Regions from separate parts of the Anas platyrhynchos genome. Here region 2 is linked to region 1. The links are chromatin contacts, called in public Hi-C maps. All regions are on one chromosome and are shown on one strand. The core of a region is the stretch at or near the end of the contact, and the rest is flanking DNA. Distances in the headings are between cores, read along the strand shown. Region 1 has its middle 12 kb from the start of SKIDA1. Region 2 overlaps MLLT10 (MLLT10 histone lysine methyltransferase DOT1L cofactor).

Region 1 (6,168 bases), core at 977-3,476:
AAAGAAAAAAAAAGGGGAAAAAAAAAAAAAAGAACCAAACGCAAAAGCTACAAAGGTGCAATATGCAAACTCGAAACCTAAAATTTCGCCTTGCCAGTTAAACAACGTATCACTTTCAAAGTAACTCTGTCCCCTGACCCTGTTTACTTCCAATTAGAGATATGCTGATTTGGCCAGGAATTGTAAATTACAGAGGTGCCTTTTCAGGTTGCCTAAATAATCCTGGAGGGGGGAGGGGGAGGAATAAGCATAAATTTATACCAAATAGGCTCTGCAGAGTTGAGGACGTGAAATATGGCGCCCGGCCCTGCCAGGGGCTGCGGAGCCCTCAGCGGAGCCCAGACCCAGCCCCGGGACCGGGACCGGGACCGGGGCAGGCACCGGCCCGGGCCAGGGCCCTGCTGCTCCGCTGGGCTCCCCTCCACGCAGGCAACATCAAAAGGCAAGAAGTTAAACAGCCAAATAATTTTCACACGTGTACACCTCAGTTTAGTGCAAGCCACTAACAGGAGCCTTCGTGTTTTTTACTGCCGTTGGAGAAATTAGCCAGGTACAATAACACGCAGGGATTTAAAAAAAAAAAAAAAAAAAAAAAAAGAAAGAAATGGTATTCTTTAAAATTCTGGTAGTTTGGTAGCTGTTTCTGATGGCATTGTGATTATTATTGCGAGCAGAATTCATTATCATTTCGGCCTTAATACTATCAAGACGTATCACTGAGTTATGTATAAATAACCCCTTTTCTCCTAGAAAGGTAAGTTCTCAGAAGGAGGAAAAACAAGGGTGTTCCAGCGAGCCAGGTCACAACGTTGTTGTAACGCTTACAGGGGAGAAAACGCAAAATGTATTGGTAATGAATTGCCACCATTTTCCAGCTCCTGGTGTACACAAAACCCACCAGCATTTTCTAAAGGAAAAAGCAGTCTAGGGACGTGCGTGTACTTTCTGGGCCAGCCTCCATAGGTATTTGCCACGAGTCGAGCTCATTGATACATTTTCTGGGAAGATTTCTGTTACCATACTGAAGACAAAAGAAAGTTTTGGACTATGTTTAATTCTCTAGAGCATTAAAAAGGGAACACGTGTAATGCCTTCAGCAACGAGGTATATTGCCTTAAAACATGTAACTTGCAGTTTACAACAATTTACTTTTAAGAAGTGATTGTTCTATAATCTACACTTACTTGACTACAGTGGGATAATCTCTTTACTGGTTGTTTATTTAAAACACCACTACAAGCAATAATGCAAAATAGTGGTAGCTGTTGTATGAAGTTTGCTGTTCAATCATTCACTCGGTGATTTTTTACATGGTCTCTGATCCTTTTTTCCTATAACAGATTTAGTTGCCAATAAATTAAAGTTTCTGCAGAAATGAGAACAATGCTATCATGTTTTTGTTTGTTACTGTTCACACGTGTGAGTAGTTAAGACGTGGAGGTGTAAAAAAAAGCAGCATTTTCTACACACGGTGGTGAGCCGGAGGAAAATTTCCCCTGTACGCAGCATGTTAGAGAACGTGACATACAGATAACGTTGTTAATCGTGGTTTTTATGGTTAAGATGATTGCTGGAAAGAATATGTAATGGCTCATCCTCGGGTCTCTTCGGCCAACACCTCGGTACAAAAGCAGGGCCATCGCAGGAACGTGAAAACTAACAGCTAGAAAAACCAGGGCCGAGGCGCTGGGCTCTACCTCGCTAAAGTCACACTCGTAGACATTATCCATGCACAAGCCTCCCCTGGTATTTCAACCCTAGCATCGTGTGTAAGGAGAGCTCGGTGTCACAGCTCCTTGGCTGGGCGCGGGGCAGCCCAGGAGCGCTCCGAGCCATGCAGGGGGCTGCCCAGAGCTCTCGGGAAGGGACACGGGGACGTGGGGTGAACTGATTTTAGGCCTTCCACGTCGCATTTTTTTTACCGTTCTGATATAATTATTTGCCATGCCCTAGGCCCCTCTCTCTCCCTCTCTCCTTTTCACTCCGAGGCGGCCTCACAAGCCCCAGCTTTAAAAGGCCCTAGATGTTTTGCATGAAGCGCTCACAATAGGGGTTGAGGGAATTGACAGTTTCAAAAACAAGGCGCCCTGTCCTTTCCAGATGCCGAGGACCCCTCTCCCGCACCATCCCCTCGTTTGCTCCTCGCCGCTGGTGGCTTTACCCTTAGCATTGCAAATACACGGCAACAGCTGTGTTTGTAAACAGGGGGGGAGAGTTCGGCGGGAGCCGCCGCTCCCTCTCCTTTTAAAGGCTGCCTCCTCGCCTTTAAAAAAAATATATATATATATAACAAACATGGAGGGAGAGGGAGGAAACCCAACGAGCCCAGCGGGAGAAGCGGGCCCTCGAGCGGCGGACACGGGCCTGCCCGCTCGGCGGCCGGGCTCCCGCAGGCCGCGGGCGGCGCTGAGCCGCTCTCGGGGCGGCCCCTGCGCGGCGGGCCCGGGGGACAGCGCGCCTCGGGCCGCCATCTTGCCCGGCGCCACACGGCCCGGCCCCGCCGGCACCCTCGGCGGCCCCGCCGCTCCCGGGGCTGCTCCCCGCGGCCGGGAGCGGGTGTGGGGGGACGCGGCGAGGCACCCCGCGGGCCCCCGCACTTCAAAGCGGCCTCTCGGCCCCCGCCCCGCGCCCCCCTCCGGGGCTCCGCGGCCGGAGGGCGTCCATCTTCCCCGGCCCCTCCGCCCTGCCTGCTTTGTGCGCGGGGGGCCGCGGGGTTCGCCGCCGCCGCGGCCCCCCGGGCAGAGCCGGGGAGGGGACGGGGGAGAGGGGTCGGAGCGGGGAGTGCAACAGGGCCGCTGGCTTGGTCGCGTTTAAAAAACGCAGCCGGGGCTGTAAAGCGTGTGAAATTACGCACTGGTCTCTTAAAGAGTGGCTAATTTATAGTAAATAGCCGGGGCTTTGTAAATGGCTTTATTATGTTGTTTCTTGTTAATTGTTGAGAAAATCCCCATTGTTGGGTGTGAATGGCTTTATGAGCTAACCTGGTCTCGGGTGCAATCGAGGGGCAGTAAATGGCCGCTCCGCTAATGTGGCCCGGAGCGAGGAGCCGGGGCCGGCCGCGGTGACCCCGGGGCCGGGCTGTGCTGGGCTGCCCGAGCCCCATCGCCGCGGCCGCCATCACACGGCCGCCCCGAGCCCAGCCCCGCACCTCCCTTCTCCTCGCTGCCCACCCTCACCCCGGGACCCCGCCGCCCCGGGGGGCTCCCCCAGCTCCGGGCCGAGCCCCCCCGGCCCCGTGGTGGCCGTGCAGGGGCCGCTCCTCTTTGTTATCCCCCCGGCTCCCCGGCCTGGGGTGCCCCTGCCCCCGCCTCCCACTGCCGGCCGCCCGGGGGAGGGCAGGGGGAGCCGCAAGGAACTTCCCCAAAACTTCGTCCCCCCCTTAAACCCCGGGATCCCCGAGGAAAGCGGGGCTCGGGGGCTGCCCCCCGCCGCCGGGCCGTGTTGGGGCGGCACGTGGCGGCGCCTTATAAAATACAAATCGCGATGAAATGTAAATTCCAGCCCAGAAACTTATCTCGGGCTATTCTCTTTCCCGAAATCTCCCTCCCTCTGATTTCGCTATTAGGAGAAATCCCCCCTGGGTTTAGAGCACTTGTTTCACTTTTTTTTTTTTTTTTTTTTTTTTCCTTTTTGCTGTTGTTGTGCAGCCCACATCTGTTGGCTTCCCCTCCGCGGCTCTCCCTGCGGGGCCGAGGCCGAGCCTCCCCGGGGCAGCCCCAGCCCCAGCCCTGCCCCTCGGAGCCGGGCGATTTTCCCCCGGTGCCTTCGGGGACCGGGCTTGAATTGCGAAGGGGTCGGCTGCTCGGCTCCCTCCTTCCCGGGACTGGCTCCCGCAGTTCTCCTCCCGGCTGCTCGGTGCTGTCGGAGCGGGCAGATAGGGCTGTACAGCCCATTTCCCTCCAAACAGGATGTTTCCATCAACCTGCATTTGGTTTTCCCCAAAGAGCAGCGGAGAGTTTAGCTGGGAAACACGTCCCGGCTAAACCCTTGCCTTCAGCTGCCACTCGGGTCACTTCACATCTTTGTATTATATTTCATCCTGTCATTCCCCTTTCTCTGCCTTCCCGGGCAAAATAAATAAACTAACAAACAACCGGAGCCTTGCAAAAGACGCGCTGGATGGCGATGCGGGTGCGGGCGGCACCTCCCGGGCGGCTCCGGGGCTCGGCTGCCGGCTCCCGGCCGCCTCGGTGCGGGGCTGTGCGGGGCTGTGCGGGGCTGTGCGGGGCTGTGCGGGATGCAGCCCCCGGGCCGGCCTTCGCAGGCTTCTTTGTGCTTTGGTGCGGGAGGGAGAGAGGGGCTGCGAGCGCTAAAAGCGCCGCGGCACGGGTGCGAACATGTGGTTTGGATTTACCCACGGTGCTTTCGCATGCCCCAAGGTTTCGGGGTAAAACCGGCCGAGACAATAGCAAAAGGAGAAATAGTAAAAGCGGAGAAAAAAAAAAGAAAAAAAAAAAAAAAGGAAAAGAAAAAAGGAAAAAAAAAATAAAAGGAGGGCCGCTCGCCCTCGGAAATGCTCGTTTCCATTGAGGCGGACATGCCAGCTTGGGGACGGGTAAATAGCGATAACGTGCTATTCCGCCACCGGTTTTCCAGCCCATTTGGGAAACTTTGCCGTGCCTGCCGCGGGTGTTTGAAGCAGGGCATTATAAGCGGGAGAAGGATTTTCAGGTTGTTTCTTGCTATGACATAATCGCCCCCCGTCAAAAGCTGCCTGAGGTCGCCGGAGGGAAAAAGATGTTCGCGCTGAATGATGTGGTGGGAGGAAAGAGAGAGCGGCCTTTAATACGTGCTATAAAATAATGTCAGCTCTCCGAGCCTGTGATCTCGCAGCCTCCTTTTTATTTTAGGGGAAGTTTATGAACGGTTACCTGGGGTTTACAAATTTTGCTAGTAAAAGCTCATTCGTGCCATTATGATTTCTGTAGCCTCCTCCCGTAAAAGGGGGGCCTGTAAAAGGTATGAATTCTCCACAAGCCCTGCCATTCATCAAGCCTGGGGACGTCCGTCGCTATCTGGCCGTGGGGAGGCCGATAAACGGCGAGGCTCTCCAGATAACCGCCGCTACCTCTCGGGCTCCATCCGAGCACTCGGCCGTGTTTGTTCCGTGCCGGAAAGGGGGGGCTTGAAAGCGGGGCAACTTTGGAGAACACACCTGAAAGTTGGGAATCTCGGTAGCTCCTCTCTACAACGTGTTTGCACTGCTCGTGGCACACAAGGAGGATACCCGGCACAGCAAATCCTTCGGCGGCGGCAGACTTAAAAGCGGCTGCTGCCTTTCCAGAGGCCTTCCTCCCTCCTCCTCCCTCTGTAAACACGGGCGCACAGATGCGCAGAGCCTGCCCGTGAAAATTCCAGCGCGGAGCCCGGCTCCTCCGCCAGCGCCTGCGGGGCCGCATTTGTTCCTCCCGTTTTCCGCAGGAGAGCGATGACACCGGGCTTCAGGAAAGCTCCGGAGGGGAGCCGAGAGCCGCAGCGGCTCCCAGCCCGACTCCAGCACGGATTGCGAGGGAATTTGGCTTCACCAAACCTGCGGATGCGAGGCGCCTTTCAGACGCAATTTACTGCTTGTCTTTGGTTTAGCGACGCTGATTGCGTCTGATCATTTCGAGAGACGAGCTCCATAAACATCTGATAGTTTGCAGGGGAATCAAGCGCGGTGACAATTGCGCGGAGCTGGTTTTAATTTTATCCCAAAGTGTTTACACATCGACATATGGTAAATTTGTCTTCGCTAAGAAAGTTAAGAATCAATAGCGTTAATAGCTCTGCATAGACATGAGAGCGATTAACGTTTCTGCATCCCCACCAGCCTCAGGTTCCCGAAGATAAATGGTGCTTTGCCGAAAGAAAAGGCATTTGCGAGTGAAGGTTGCCTGGCTCTGCCCGCATAGGTGCTGGGAGGCTGCTGGCGAGCTCAGCACCCCTCGCCCCGGCTCTGCTCAGCGGCGTAAAGCAGCAGCAGCGCCCTTGCTCTGCTTTCAGCGCTCTTTTCAAATGCTTTCCCTCCCGAATACCTGCAACGATCATGCTTGAAAAAACAGCCGGCTTCTTCCCGGCAAGGGAAGCGGGTCTGTGCTAAAGGGCTGCGTCCTGCCTCTCCCCGGCTCGGCTTTTGGGGCTGCCCCGAGCCGAGGGTAGAGGGAAAATCGTGCCACGAGCCAGGTC
Region 2 (6,168 bases), core at 1,484-3,983, 130 kb before region 1:
TGGTGCTGCTGCTGCACTAGCTGATACAAAAGGGCCTGATGTTGTTCCTGCAGCAATAAGATAGGAGGGGGGGGAAATAATCAAGGGTTACTTACAGAATAATAGCTGCTCCCTGGGTTCTTGCTTATCCAAATCTTCAGCCAGTGTAACCCTCCCTTAACCTAATCCCAGCTAATTTAGGTTACACTAGCAAAGCTCCACAAGTCTGTGGGAAAGGGAAGGAAGTGCCTATAAAACTTCCCAAAATCTGTAGCTCATGTTCAGCAAAGCCTGCTGGCTCCCCCCAGGTCTCTATCAAAGGAAGCCTCTTTGAGAATATCAAACCATGTTTCTATCAGAGCACTAAAGCTACATAACTGGCAATACGAACAGTTAAACCAGTTACCTATGGCATACATGAATACTGAAAGGCAGAGTGAAGACAGCTCACGAGATATTTCTAAAAATCTTTTGTGCTAGAGTCCCAGTGTTACCAGGAATTCATTTAGGATATTGCTAGAGCCTGAATATGGCTCCAGACTCTACTGCCCACAGCTAATGCTTAGAAAGACAAGCCACCAACTCCACAAGGGATGAAATGGGACCGAAGGCATTAAGCAACAATTCTGACAGCAATACACGCAGATGCAGCCCATGACTATCATCCAAAAAGGCTGAAGCAACTGCCAAACTGCATGATTTTCAAAAACTGTAACATAAATTAAACACATTTCTGGTATTTGTATTAGGCTGGAGAATCTATCCATGCCTAAGACTATACCAGACGAATAAGTGAATTATAACTGGAAGACTTACCGACGTGAGCTGCTGGGTACTCAGTAACTGCTGGAATTGCTGGTGCTGCTGATGGAGGAGAAGTTGTCTCTGTTGGTCAGGAAGCAATCCTAGTCCCGAGGCACTGTGGGGTGTGACAGGTAATACTGCAGTTTACATGGAAGTACGAGAACTTTTCACTTCAGCATTCCATTGAAACAAATATATATATATATATATATATATATATATATATATATAAACAGTTCCTGTTTAGTATTTTGATCACATATCATCAAATATTAAAATTTGTCAACTGGCATTTTTGATCCATAGCTAGACATTACCACTGCCATCCCAGTTTAGATTTCACGTAATCTAAAACGTGGCCTTTCTATGGAAGCCCATACCAGCCTTTAATACTACTTACATGTCTGTTACCAAACCTGGTATGCCTGCTACTGGAACTGGTGTTTGCTTCTCCACTGAACAGACACAATCTCGCCAGACTCATATTCATGTGTAATACTGGAGCAAGGACCACAGTCCTACCCCAGTGCTTGGACCTACTCTCATCAACTCAAATCACTCAAGTTGCTTCTCAGTCTCTCTTTTCAGTCTATTTTAGATGCAATTTTCAAATTCTTCTAAAAACACCACCCACCACAGGGCAAGCTGTATCAGCAACCTGATGAGCACCCTGAATTACGAAGCACTGGCTGCTCTGTGCTAAGTACAACATGCAGATTCTTACCCCCATCACCATTTTGCCACAAGAACTTCACCACGTGAGCTGATCTGACTGCTCTGAGCATGCTGCAGTGGACAGCACTCCCAGCCCTACCCGGAGGTAATGCTCCCATAATGGAAGAGGACAGAAATGAGTATGTGCTGACTCCTCAATTACTGCAAATGACAGCCTGACAGATTAAGTTAGAAATGTGGCAATTGAAGTTCATATGCTAGTCTTGATGGCTTTAAAACACACGCAGACAGAGCAGTTATCCTGCTCCTTCTCCTGTTTCTGTTGCTCTGTTGCTGAGGCAGAGACAGAGCAGGCAGCTGGGCAGGGCAATGTCTTGAACTACATTAAAAGTGTAAGAGCCAACTCGTGCCAACATGTAGGAGTCTCCACTCAGCAGTTACTGCCCTGGTGCAGAACTGCAAGCCAAGCAATTGTTCCTCAAGCCTGGGGTTACACCAGTTTGGCTGAAGGGAATGCACAGGAGTTTCAGTTAGGGTAAATCTGGCTCTGTTCTACTTAAAGGATCCTCATATGAGCGCACGCTGATCAAATTCATCATCTTCCGAATCTTTCTCTTATTATGTACCTACAAAACAGTTCATAAAGCTGTGTGCACGGTTTGTTTGGATTTTAAAGGCACACACCAAGTTCACCAGCAGTTACTCTGCCCTGGTTTACTTCCAACTCTGATCTTCGGTTATATTCAGATCTATCACTACTGCCTACACCTTGTCTGTTATTTAGCAAACAATTCAGCCTTGAAGCAGCTCAGCTGATGCTGTCACAGACAGGAGGCTGGCTACAACTTCGTTCCCAGCCCCACTTTCTGTGCCCACACAAGGCTTTCCACAGCTCTTTACGAAACAGGGCAGGGAACTGATCCAGCTGACAACTGCTCTGTGAATAAAGGGTTTCTTCAGCTGTGCCAGCTCGCTGCGATACCAACAGCACGCTCAAGGATGGTTCTGGAACAGAATCAGGACTGTGGCTGGATTTATTCTTTTGGTAGCATTGTTAGCTTTTATTAGTTTAAAACACCCAGCAAATTACTAGGTGCAGTTTTGCAATAGGTTTAAGCTAATATAAGCTTATCCTGCTGTTGAAAGGTTAAGTATTTCCCTTTCGGCTGTGCATTTTTGTCCCCTCCCCTTGCCCTAGCTCTTGCACAATGAGCTGCGTCTCACGGGAACCGAGCTGAAACCAAAGCCAGCACAAAAAATGCCAAAAGATTGTCCCTTAATGCAGAGGAGGCTATCGCGTGAAGGCACAAGCAGTGGTAGCAGCATGGAGCTGTGTGCAGGATGACCGCCAGGACTCCTAGTTGCAAGCAGTAGGAAGGAATTAAATCAGCCAGGTTACCATCAGCAGCTCTTTAGGGCACAGTATTTCCCTTGTCTTCCTACAGCATCCATCACACTGCTCCATGTGGACACTTACTTGGTATTACCCAGCCGGTGTGACAACACCCATAGCATGGCCATTCTCTCTCACTGGGACAGGGCAGGTGACAAACCAACTGTTTCATACCTCACTGCATGGCTCCAGAGCCAGGGAAACACGTGCTGGGCCACACTTACTCCCTGTCATCTACTTCACACCATTCGCTTCCTCTCATGTCTGGCACTCTCCTGGTTCTCCAAGCTCTCGTGCAACGTGCTCTTTTCCCCAAGCCAATAAATCAATTCTCCTCATCTTGTCCTGTGCAAACCCTTTTGCCTCTGGTTAATCTCGCTGTATTCTTTGGCTTTTTTCTTACGTGCATTTTTAGAAACTGCGTAATCAGAAGTACGCCTGATATTCAAGGCGCCGACACAGCAGGGATTTAAGGTGACATAACGGGGTGTCCACTGCACGATCCGTTTAATCCCCAATAATTCCAGCTATGTTTGGTTGTTGATGAGCACTGAGATGACATTTCACCCATCCAAAGAAACTCCCACATTTCCATCCTGAGCTATGACATGAAAAGTAAGGCCTGACATCACATACAAGTAACTCAGAACTGTTTGCTCTACACGTGGCTCTTTCGAACAATTTTCAATTAGTTGAAATTCTTTCAGTCAGCTTTAAATAAATGTAGTTGTTGGTTTTGTTTGTTTGTTTGTTTTTGTAAAAACTGCAAAAAAATAAGCATCCTCAACTTGACTAATACTATTACTTCCTTTTTCTCTTTTATCTCACTTATTGTGTGTTTTTCTGTACTGGAATGAATCTTCTCCACTGTGTTTTTTTTTTCACTTATTAAAATCTCATTATCTCTTTTTTCCTACATCATGTTTCACCTTTGCCCTTATTTTTTTCTGCTGCTGTTTTCCCCACTCTGCTTTCCTCTCCTGCTCTACAAAGGCACTTGAAGGAAAATACCCACAGCCAGCAACTGAGATGCACCCAGAAACAAAGGCAAACTACAGAAGACACAACGCTGCAGCTCCTGAGCCTGCTGGAAAAGGCAGCTCACTGGATTTCACCACGGACCTTCCTCTAAATCAGATCAATTTGGCATGTAAATTTAATCCTTTTTAGCTTCTCAGTAAAAGGTACGATTGCTCTGAACCTCTCCATCCTGCAGCCTTCTCCAGTTGCTGGACTGTGGAAGAAACAATCCTATCTTCTCCCTCAAATCACTTATCTCCTGGTTGCTCTGAAGGTAGGACGCAATCTGCATTAAACTTTCCCTCCCCGCCCCCCAAAAAGACCTTGTATTTTTCTCTACTGAATGCAGGCAGGCTTTTACCTAACATTTGAAACTTTCCCAAAGAAGAGCGTGCAAAATCAGTGTTTTCTTGCTTCCCCACATCCTACAGTTAACAGAGAGCTCATGGGAACAAGGACTATACCCAACAGTTGTATACACAACTTTTCAGGTATCAATAAATAACCCAGCTACTTTTCACATCAAACTGGACAGATTCTGAAACTGGGGAAGTTACCATCAACAGCAACTTACAGGAGTATCTGGGAGGCCTTTTCATTATAAAACAATATTAAAAAAAAAGTTAAAAAGTGGAGCTGGGTTCTCGCATGACTTGCCATCATCTTGGGAACAGTGATTTAACCCAGCTCCAAGCTCGTTCACCACCACGTCATCTAACCAGGGTCGGAGAGCTGCTACCAGCACAGCAGCAAAGCTCCACGCCTGCCCGTGCTTTTCACAAGCTCACCCTCCCACTGACGCAGTTCAAAGAGTAGTGATAGCCAGAGGAATTTAACACTACAGGAACAGCCAGCTACTTGCCACTGAGTCAGCGCTGACCTCAAGGGTGGCAGGAACAAACGGCGTACCCTGGAGTTTCAGAAACAATGATCCCAGCCAATGGAAAAAACTTTCTTTTTTTTTTTTTCCCATTTTTTCTTTATCCAAAATCAAACCAGAGTCTCTGCACAACATAGTTTTTTTGTAACAACAGTTGAGTTTTGTTTTGTTTGCAAGATTTTTCAGAATAATTTTTTTAATGGAAAAAACGGGGATAAGGAACGTATGTACCACTACTAAAATCCAATTAGCAACAATTTGTGAGTAACGGGGAAACATCTCAAAAGGAAGGGGGCCCAGAAAAAAAAAAAGAGGGGGGGAGATGAGCTCAAAAAAGTAGAGAACTGTGTGAAAACCACAATAAAATTAATGTTATTAAGGGAGCAATGCAGATAGAGATCATGCAAGATAAAGAAATGGAAATTCTGACAGTTATAGGCCATCTCGAGCTTTTTGTAAGAGAGAACAGAAAAATGCCAGGAATACTCTAGAGCCTGATCTAAGCTAGAATGAGAGCTAACCAGCAGTACACGAGTTTCCATACTCTGCATGAACTGGAGTAGTCTATTTCTAGGCTACACACTCAAGAGTGACAGCAATTAAGATTGATATAAAAGAGAAACAAAAGATCTTCTGCACTACAGAGAAGCAGAAGTAAATAATCTGTGTCTTAACAAAAAAAAATAAGAAAAGAACAGCATGGCCAGTGATACCTTGGCATGACCAGAAATGGAGAATTATTGTACATGTCAATATAACTGATTTTGTCTAGTTTTTCTCACTACAAACAACTCCTCAGATTTTGGGGGAGAGTAAATCAAAATTCTTGTGTTCTCTGCAGACCTCTGCTACATAAGAAAGAGAATATCTTCTCGTTAAGGAAATGTTTTTTGTTTAACCTATGAAATGTTACATTCATATGGAAGCTAAGAAAAACAATCTGCTCAGTAAAAATATCATAGCACATGAAAACAAACCAGAACACATTTGAAAGTATCAGGTTTGTGAGCCTAACGAAGCAGTACCAGTGATACTGTACAAGAACATTCAGATAGTGCCAATTAACAGTAAGGGGAAAAAATGGAAGCAAGCTACAAAACCAGGGATCCCTTCCATCACATGCCAATCACACATGCATTTTTGTTGGGTAATCCAACATAATCTCCAAAAATAGACTCGAAGACTAGCAGTCCACTCCCTGTTTGCAGGCATTTCTTTCTACACAGAAAAGTGGTTGTTCTTCCTAAGTGCAGGGCAATACGAGAGGGTAGGGGGAAGGGAAGTGGGAGTTATCCTTGGAGTTATCAGGAGTTAAGTGAATTAGTTATCCCTGGGTCTGCTCTATCCCAAAATACTTCCAGACCAAGCAGTTCAAACCCCTCCTGGAACGCAGCTGTCTCCTTTTGTTACCCATTTA

Evidence for each region. A called contact is a pair of places that touch in the nucleus more often than the background predicts.
Region 2: a Hi-C map of subcutaneous adipose tissue shows a contact between it and region 1, with 2.4 times the contacts expected there. The contact joins two enhancer-like sites. A contact is called at or near these places in 4 of 8 Hi-C or Micro-C datasets (liver, skeletal muscle and subcutaneous adipose tissue).

The regions. Positions count from the first base shown.
Region 1 is chr2:140,294,504-140,300,671 of IASCAAS_PekinDuck_T2T, reverse strand. No RefSeq gene overlaps it. Among named protein-coding and RNA genes, the nearest start is that of SKIDA1, 12 kb to the left of the region's middle. Within about 2 kb of position 2,226, at least 6 of the 8 cell types and tissues checked have an H3K27ac peak or open chromatin away from gene starts, as enhancers often do. A contact at or near this core is called in subcutaneous adipose tissue, where this site is marked.
Region 2 is chr2:140,429,661-140,435,828 of IASCAAS_PekinDuck_T2T, reverse strand. It overlaps MLLT10 (MLLT10 histone lysine methyltransferase DOT1L cofactor), which reads right to left. Exons shown (of 22, transcript XM_038175383.2): 20 at 796-898; 21 at 1-47. Among named protein-coding and RNA genes, the nearest start is that of DNAJC1, 110 kb to the left of the region's middle. Within about 2 kb of position 2,733, at least 1 of the 8 cell types and tissues checked has an H3K27ac peak or open chromatin away from gene starts, as enhancers often do. A contact at or near this core is called in subcutaneous adipose tissue, where this site is marked.